Regions from separate parts of the Mus musculus genome. Here region 1 is linked to region 2. The links are chromatin contacts, called in public HiChIP or PLAC-seq maps. All regions are on one chromosome and are shown on one strand. The core of a region is the stretch at or near the end of the contact, and the rest is flanking DNA. Distances in the headings are between cores, read along the strand shown. Region 1 has its middle 17 kb from the start of Gm40093. Region 2 has its middle 15 kb from the start of S100a11.

The links. HiChIP or PLAC-seq counts read pairs in DNA pulled down with a chosen protein or histone mark.
Region 1: a contact with region 2 is called in a BATF HiChIP or PLAC-seq map of CD8 T cells, with 9 read pairs. The contact joins two enhancer-like sites. A contact is called at or near these places in 7 of 39 promoter capture datasets (the C10 cell line, the HPC-7 cell line, cranial neural crest and 4 more), 1 of 15 datasets of contacts at CTCF or cohesin (CD8 T cells), 7 of 484 Hi-C or Micro-C datasets (CD4 T cells, LSK cells, Th1 cells and 4 more) and 6 of 115 datasets of contacts at active chromatin or transcription factors (CD8 T cells, embryonic stem cells, epiblast stem cells and 3 more).

What each region holds. Positions count from the first base shown.
Region 1 is chr3:93,579,138-93,582,492 of GRCm38.p6, forward strand. No RefSeq gene overlaps it. Among named protein-coding and RNA genes, the nearest start is that of Gm40093, 17 kb to the right of the region's middle. Within about 2 kb of position 2,089, at least 36 of the 459 cell types and tissues checked have an H3K27ac peak or open chromatin away from gene starts, as enhancers often do. A contact at or near this core is called in CD8 T cells and regulatory T cells, where this site is marked.
Region 2 is chr3:93,504,333-93,507,587 of GRCm38.p6, forward strand. No RefSeq gene overlaps it. Among named protein-coding and RNA genes, the nearest start is that of S100a11, 15 kb to the right of the region's middle. Within about 2 kb of position 1,864, at least 161 of the 459 cell types and tissues checked have an H3K27ac peak or open chromatin away from gene starts, as enhancers often do. A contact at or near this core is called in CD8 T cells and regulatory T cells, where this site is marked.

The sequences.
Region 1 (3,355 bases), core at 839-3,338, 75 kb after region 2:
CTTTAGAAGGTTGATCTAGGATTATGTTGTTATCCCTCTAGCACCCGGAACAATGGTTGGCTCTATATAAATATTTGCTATGGTTTGCCTGCAACTCTAAGTTTAGGTTCAAAAGGTTGAAGGAAGAAAGAAAGACAAAATCCTGGGAAGCAAGTTAACTGCCAGGAACTATTACAAAGCATTATAATAATAATAATCCCTGCTCCAATCAGCAGGTCCCTTCCTGTCCCTAAGTGACACAACAATGCTTTGTTGGGAAAGCAAAGGTTTTGGAGTCAGAAAGACTTAATTTCAAATTCTTGCTTCACCACCTTTTCTGTGGCCTCTGGCAAGATTCTTGACCCCTTTGAGCTTCCATTTTGTGGTTTGTAGAGCAGTCAATAGCACCCACGTGGCAGGGTTGTTGGCAGGAGGACAAAGCGATTCTGTAAGATGTGTCACACATGGAGGAAGAACAAAGCTGTTCCTTCTAGTCAAACCTTTGGTACGGAGCTGGTCAAACATTAATGAAGGTCAGGCTTTCTACTAGATAGCCACCAAATGGTAGAAGCTCTTTTTGTACCAGATTATCAAGTCATAAAATGGGGACCCAAGAACTTTACAGTCAATTTTAGGGCACTTACTGCAGAGAACTCGAGTTTTGAGGACACTTGCAGGCAAGCATGTGTTGATTTGGGCTCAGACCCAGGTTCTCCTGTGTGACTCTGGGTTAGTTACCCTACGTTTCTGGGCCCCACTTTATGACGTGCAAGTATAGATAAACAGTATCCACCCCAGAGTTCTGTAAGACACAGAACCCACACTCTTCCCTGTCTGCTCTTCTCCTAGTAAAATGGCCAAGCACCTCACACCCTGTCTAAGGGTAGTCCTCCTATGTGCACTGGCTCTCACCTCCTGTTGGCCTTCTAAGAAATTGTCCCTGTCTACTCTTTCTAGATCTCTCTACCAATCCCTGCACCAGGTCACTCAGCTCATTCCCACCAATGCTTATATTTAAGCCTCTCTCGCATTAAAGGAAAAAGCAGCCCACCAGATTCAGAGCCCACTCAATTCTGGAAAAAATTGACTTTCATTTTCTCTATTTTCCTCACCTCCTCTTTCTCACTTCCTTCAGATCTGCGATTGTACTCACTCCAGTCCAGTAAAGCCCAGGCTTCCATAAAGCACCCTTCAACAGGTGGTTTTTAAATTTTAGTTTTTGTTTTTAACTAATCTGACTCCCCCCTTCTTGTTAGTCACTCCCTGTTTTAAAACACTCTTCCTTGAGTCCCTTGACATTTCTTTTTTTATATAAAAGATTTATTTATTTTATATATGTAAATACACTGTAGCTGTCTTTAGGCACACCAGAAGAGGGTGTCGGATCTTGTTATGGATGGCTGTGAGCCACCATGTGGTTGCTGGGATTTGAACTCAGGATCTTCAGAACAGCAGTCAGTGATCTAAACTGCTGAACCATCTCTCCAGTCCTGTCCCTTGACATCCTAAGCTGCTGCTTTTCCTCATTTCTCTTGGTTTTGTTCTCAGTCTCCCTGTTACCGCCTCCTTTTCTTCCTTCTATGTTATCTTTCTCAATGACAATACATGGGCCTTCTTTTCTTTCCACCTTGAACCTGCTCCTGAATGGACCAGGGCTACCCGTCTCAACATTAGCATAATGACAGTCCTCTTGGACAGGCCTCTCACACCCATCATAGATATACTCCATGCGTTCACACCCTACTTCTCTAGATAGGTGGGAAAGCTGACTTCAGGGTTTAGGAATATTCGTGCAGGCTTAAACGGAAAGGAAATTCTAACATAACAACTCTTAATTCATCTTCCTACTTTGTTTCATCCCATCCCAAATCTATCTTGCTCACTGGGCCAAGCTAAAGTTTCTGAAATACATTCTTGAATATGTTGCAACATGTCCTCAGGACAAAGCCAGTCTTCCAGGAGAGGCTGCACAAGCTATCACCTGCCCACTGCTCCACAGTGGCTTTCTGTGCCTGAAGCATTCTCTCAGGAGCTCAAGGCAGGCTAATAGTGGCAGGGAGTGAAGGTCCCGGGAGCAACCAATAGGGAAGAGTGTGTGAAATCCACACCCTGTTCCCCAGCTGAGCACCATTGCTTAGAGGCCTGTCCTACACAGCCACCAACTGGCTGAAGGTACTGAGAGGCAATTGTTAACACAGCGTTTATGGGCTTTCTTCTTTTCCTGTCTCATTTCTCTGACTCTTCATTATTGTATTTTTTTTTTTTTTGAGAATTACTTTTCAAATAAACCACTAAAGCCAGGCAAATGTCACAGTCTTGTTGTTTCTGCTGCTTTTGAGGTTGAAGCAGGAGGATCGTTTGATCCAGGAATTCAAGGACAGACTACAAAACATAGTGAAACCTTGTCTAAAATAAAGACATACGTATAAATAAGCAAGTTAGTTGATAAGCAAATAATTTAAAGCCTTGTCTCAGTTTTTCCTTTTGCGATCCTCCATCCTGAGACAGGTTCCTGGATATAGTTTAATAGTCCTTTTATCAGGAGGTTTCAAAGTCTTTTCAACATCATCCCTGTGTTTGCCAGTTTGCACTCTAGCCAATGGTTCACAGAACTTCTTTCAGCTTCCTCACGTTCTCCTTCCTTGAGGTCTTTGCACACAGTTTCCTAGAACACTACCTACTAGCCATCATCTGACTGATTCAAATCTCAGTCTCCTGCTTAAGTACCACCCCTGGGCTGGGTGCCTAACTTAGTGGTGCAGTAGTACCAGGAAGTGAAGGCAGAAAGTGTGCACAGCTCTGGGTTTTACCCTCAGTACTGATGAGAGAAGACATTCGGAAGCCCTGGTTCCGGTTCTGTGCTCTATTTATCTGATCTAAGAGCATCCCGTTCCTTTCTGAAATGCATAGATCTTCTGGCTTTTGATTGTCTGCTTCTACCCATACTGTTTAAATTTCAGAGTTCCAACCATCTCTGATGCTCATCACAGCACTAGAGAAAGCTACTACATTTCCAGATACAGTGTAAAGCTTTGTAAACAAGGCCTGACACATTTCAGGCCCCAGAAGTGTTTTATGTGAATGTAAAGACCCACTCCCATACTCAAACAAATTACAAATAGCATAGTAGCTGAACAGAAAGACGTGGTTCAGAGGGCCATGGGATACTGTGGCCCACTTCCTTCCAGTCCCCACCTGAGTCACTCTGTGAACACAGACCTCCAACTAGAGAAAGTATAAAACAGCTTTCAACAAAAAGAGCATAAGCCATGTTGTCTTTGAAGAGTCATCACTGTCAAGATAGCATAATTTTGAACTGATCGAAAGATAGTTTTGATAACTGAGCAATGTGTTCCCAAAGTTTACTAACAAACTC
Region 2 (3,255 bases), core at 614-3,113:
GTACAGAGATTGCAAGTGAGTCCTACCACACTCCAGGGCAGATGTTTAAGTCAGCACATTAGTATTTTTTTTCTCCTATCTCTGGATTTCTGTGTCAAACCTAAATATCATTGTGTGGATCATGTAAAGTAGATTTGGATTGTAGTTCTGTAACATTTTATAAAACAACAGATGCCAAAAGCTACATATATGACCAGTATAAAAAATAATCGATTGTTTAAATTAGTTTTAAAACACCTTCCTAATTTATTACTCTAGAGATTATCACATTATTATATACTCAAATCTACTGAAAAGGGAGATTTTAAAAAAATCAGTGATGATATCACACAGATTCTGAAAGAGAGAAACAAATCATCACATAGCATCGTTTACATCAGCCTTCACTGTTGCCATGGTGATGGTCAAATCATCAAAGTCAGCTTCTAGCTTCCAAAGTCAGCTTGTGTGTGTGTGTGCGTGTGCGTGTGTGTGTGTGTGTGTGTGTGTTTTAATTTCTAGCACAATGTTAGTTTTAGTTTTCCCTGGAGACACTTGGGAATGCGGAATTTTATTTTCTTCACATAAAGGCAAAAAAGAACATTGACCAAAGAAGACATTTTTGTAAACCAAATGAGTCACGAGATGAGTATAGAGAAGCATTGCACATCTTGGCACGAATGGTGAAACTGGCCATGTAAGTTTTGCACTATGAATATGACAGTGCCCTGGAGAGTGAAGTTCCTTTTTCATGAGATATTTTCACCTCAGGGCTTTTTGGAGGCTCTGTCTGGGTGAATGGATGCCCATCTTCCTTCATTTGTCACTCCAGAGGACAAACACTGAGTGGAGAAAGAGAGATTGTTCTAGAGAAAAGACTACAGGTAGGTCAGATATCAGTAGCCATTGTGCTTTTTAAAAGAAGAACTTTCAAGTATCAATTGTGACAGAGGATATGGTGTTCATTAGTTTAGCAGGAATACTGTGTCATGAAAGAACTCCAACCATCTCATTTTTCAAAAAAAGATGTTGTTATCCTTTCATCTCATGTGTTCATGCACCAGAATGGACCCAAGGTAATTTTTTACCAGACAGATGCCAACTGTAACTAGGCAACTAGTATAAATAGATGCATAGAAAATAGCCTTTTCCAGGATTAGTTACTGGAACTTATATTTATAAATGGTTTGCACTATGGAACAAAGAAGGAAGTTACCAGTTTTTTACAGAAATCCGGAGCCATCAAAAAGACTTAAAAAAATTGCTTTTTCTCAATGCAACTGCAAGAAAAACAAACAAACAAAACAAGCAAATAATAAGCTAGAACCTGTTACAGATTCGATATTTATGAGGTGAATTTGTTCCAGGTTCATGCATGAGATTTCACAATGGCTAATTATATTCAAATATATCACATATATTACACCTAGTTAGACACACAAATTCAAATACACAAACTATAAGCAAATTTATGTATGGTTTGGGGAAGTGTTGATTTGTTGGCTGGTTGGCTCCATTTGGTTTTTGAAGTTCTCACCTGGAATTTGCTATGTCCTGAAACTTCCGGTGACTCTCCCAAGAGATTACAGGTGTGCCTCTACACACACCAAATAAAGTTATTATCAGTGATCCTTCTTCTGTAAGTTACATATAAAAGTGTTGCGACAGATAGGGAGAGAGAGACATTGCTGGATTCTAATGGGAAGCAGCGGTGATGGTTATATTTTGCTGACGTATGTAGGTTCCTTTAATTTTCAAAAGTTCCTCTTTAGTAGAGGAAGTAGGAAGCAAAATGGCCCGGGTAAAACACGCCCTCCCTGCCCACCAGACCTGAGCTTCTCAATCCTCTGCGGTAAAGGCAGGTGGGGGATGAGGCACCACAACCACACTTCCTTGTTGCCGCTAGCTTTAGCATCAAGGGAGGGGTAGAGGTGGGAGGGGTGAGGAGCGGAGGATGAGAACCAAAGGCCTGGGAGGGTAGGGCTGTGGGTGGGTAAGGTCCTAAAGCTTCCATTGCCTGCAGGTGTGACTAGTATCTTTAAATCTGACTCAGGTCCCTGAGATCTCTGCACCAGCGCACCTGGCCCGGCTCAGAGACCCACACCCATTCGGCCCGCAGGTGAAGGGACCATGGCGCTGAGTCAGCAAGTCTCTGAGTCATTTCCTGGTCGTTGCTTAGATACCTCGACCTTGCACCAGGACACAGCAGAATCAAGCGCATTTTTTTTTTTTTTCCACTCCGTAAACAAAACCCATAGTTTCCTGCCCCGCAGCCAGCTCACTTTAGTGGTTCTCAACAGTGGCGCGGAGCATCCACTAGGCTCAAGTCCACTATCCACCTGGGCGAGCCCTAACGGGTCCCCTGTCTCAGGATACCTGCACCCCATTTGCAACTTAATCCACTGATCCCTGCACCCAATAGCCGCAGTAAAAACTTACTGAGTATGTAATTTTCTCAAATGTGCACTGTAGTCTTTTTCAGCTCGGTGTGTGTGTGTGTGTGTGTGTGTGTGTGTGTGTGTGTGTGTGTGTGTGTGTCTCGCGCGCGCGCGCGCGCCCTGCTGAAACTCTAAACCAGGCTAGCATTGAACTCACAGAAATCTGGATCAAAAGTGTGCTCCACTCTTCCTACCTGCCCAGAGTTTACACTGAAAATTCAAACTGCTTAGTTCTAGACCAGTATTTGATTTTCTCTCTTCCAGTAAGCCACGCCCGCCAAACCACAAGGAGAGGCACTAACAACTATGCAATCAAACATAAAATACATCTTTAAGAAATGTAACTGGGAAATGGCAAACCGTTCCAGCAACCAGGGCCTAAGAAACAGGTAATTCCTGTTAGTTGGCTTTTGCTTTGCTTCTGCATCACCAGATGACTAAGTAACCTTATTTCTACCCAGGTGAGACACTGAGAGTTTTGAGGCTGGCTGGGAAATTCGGGAGGGAGGCTGAGGGAGGCAACGCCTCAAATGGCATCCAAGGGCCCCTTGTTCCACAAGTGTCTTCTCAAGGCTGAAACAAGCATGCCTAAACAGAGACATCTATTGTTACATGCCTGGCTTTTCAACCAGACATGCTGGCTTACAAACCTAAGAAGGGCCTTGTTTGCTTCCCCCAAAGTTTTAACCCTTGAGGAACAATTTTGTATAATCTCAAATTTCAAAAATGTTCATATCCTGGAAACCATTGGTGTTCCTTCTGGGAGGTTTTCCTCAGCAATGTCCAGGTATGCAAATATTCTGGACCATTTTGGGGGGAGAAAAATTAAAAATAACAC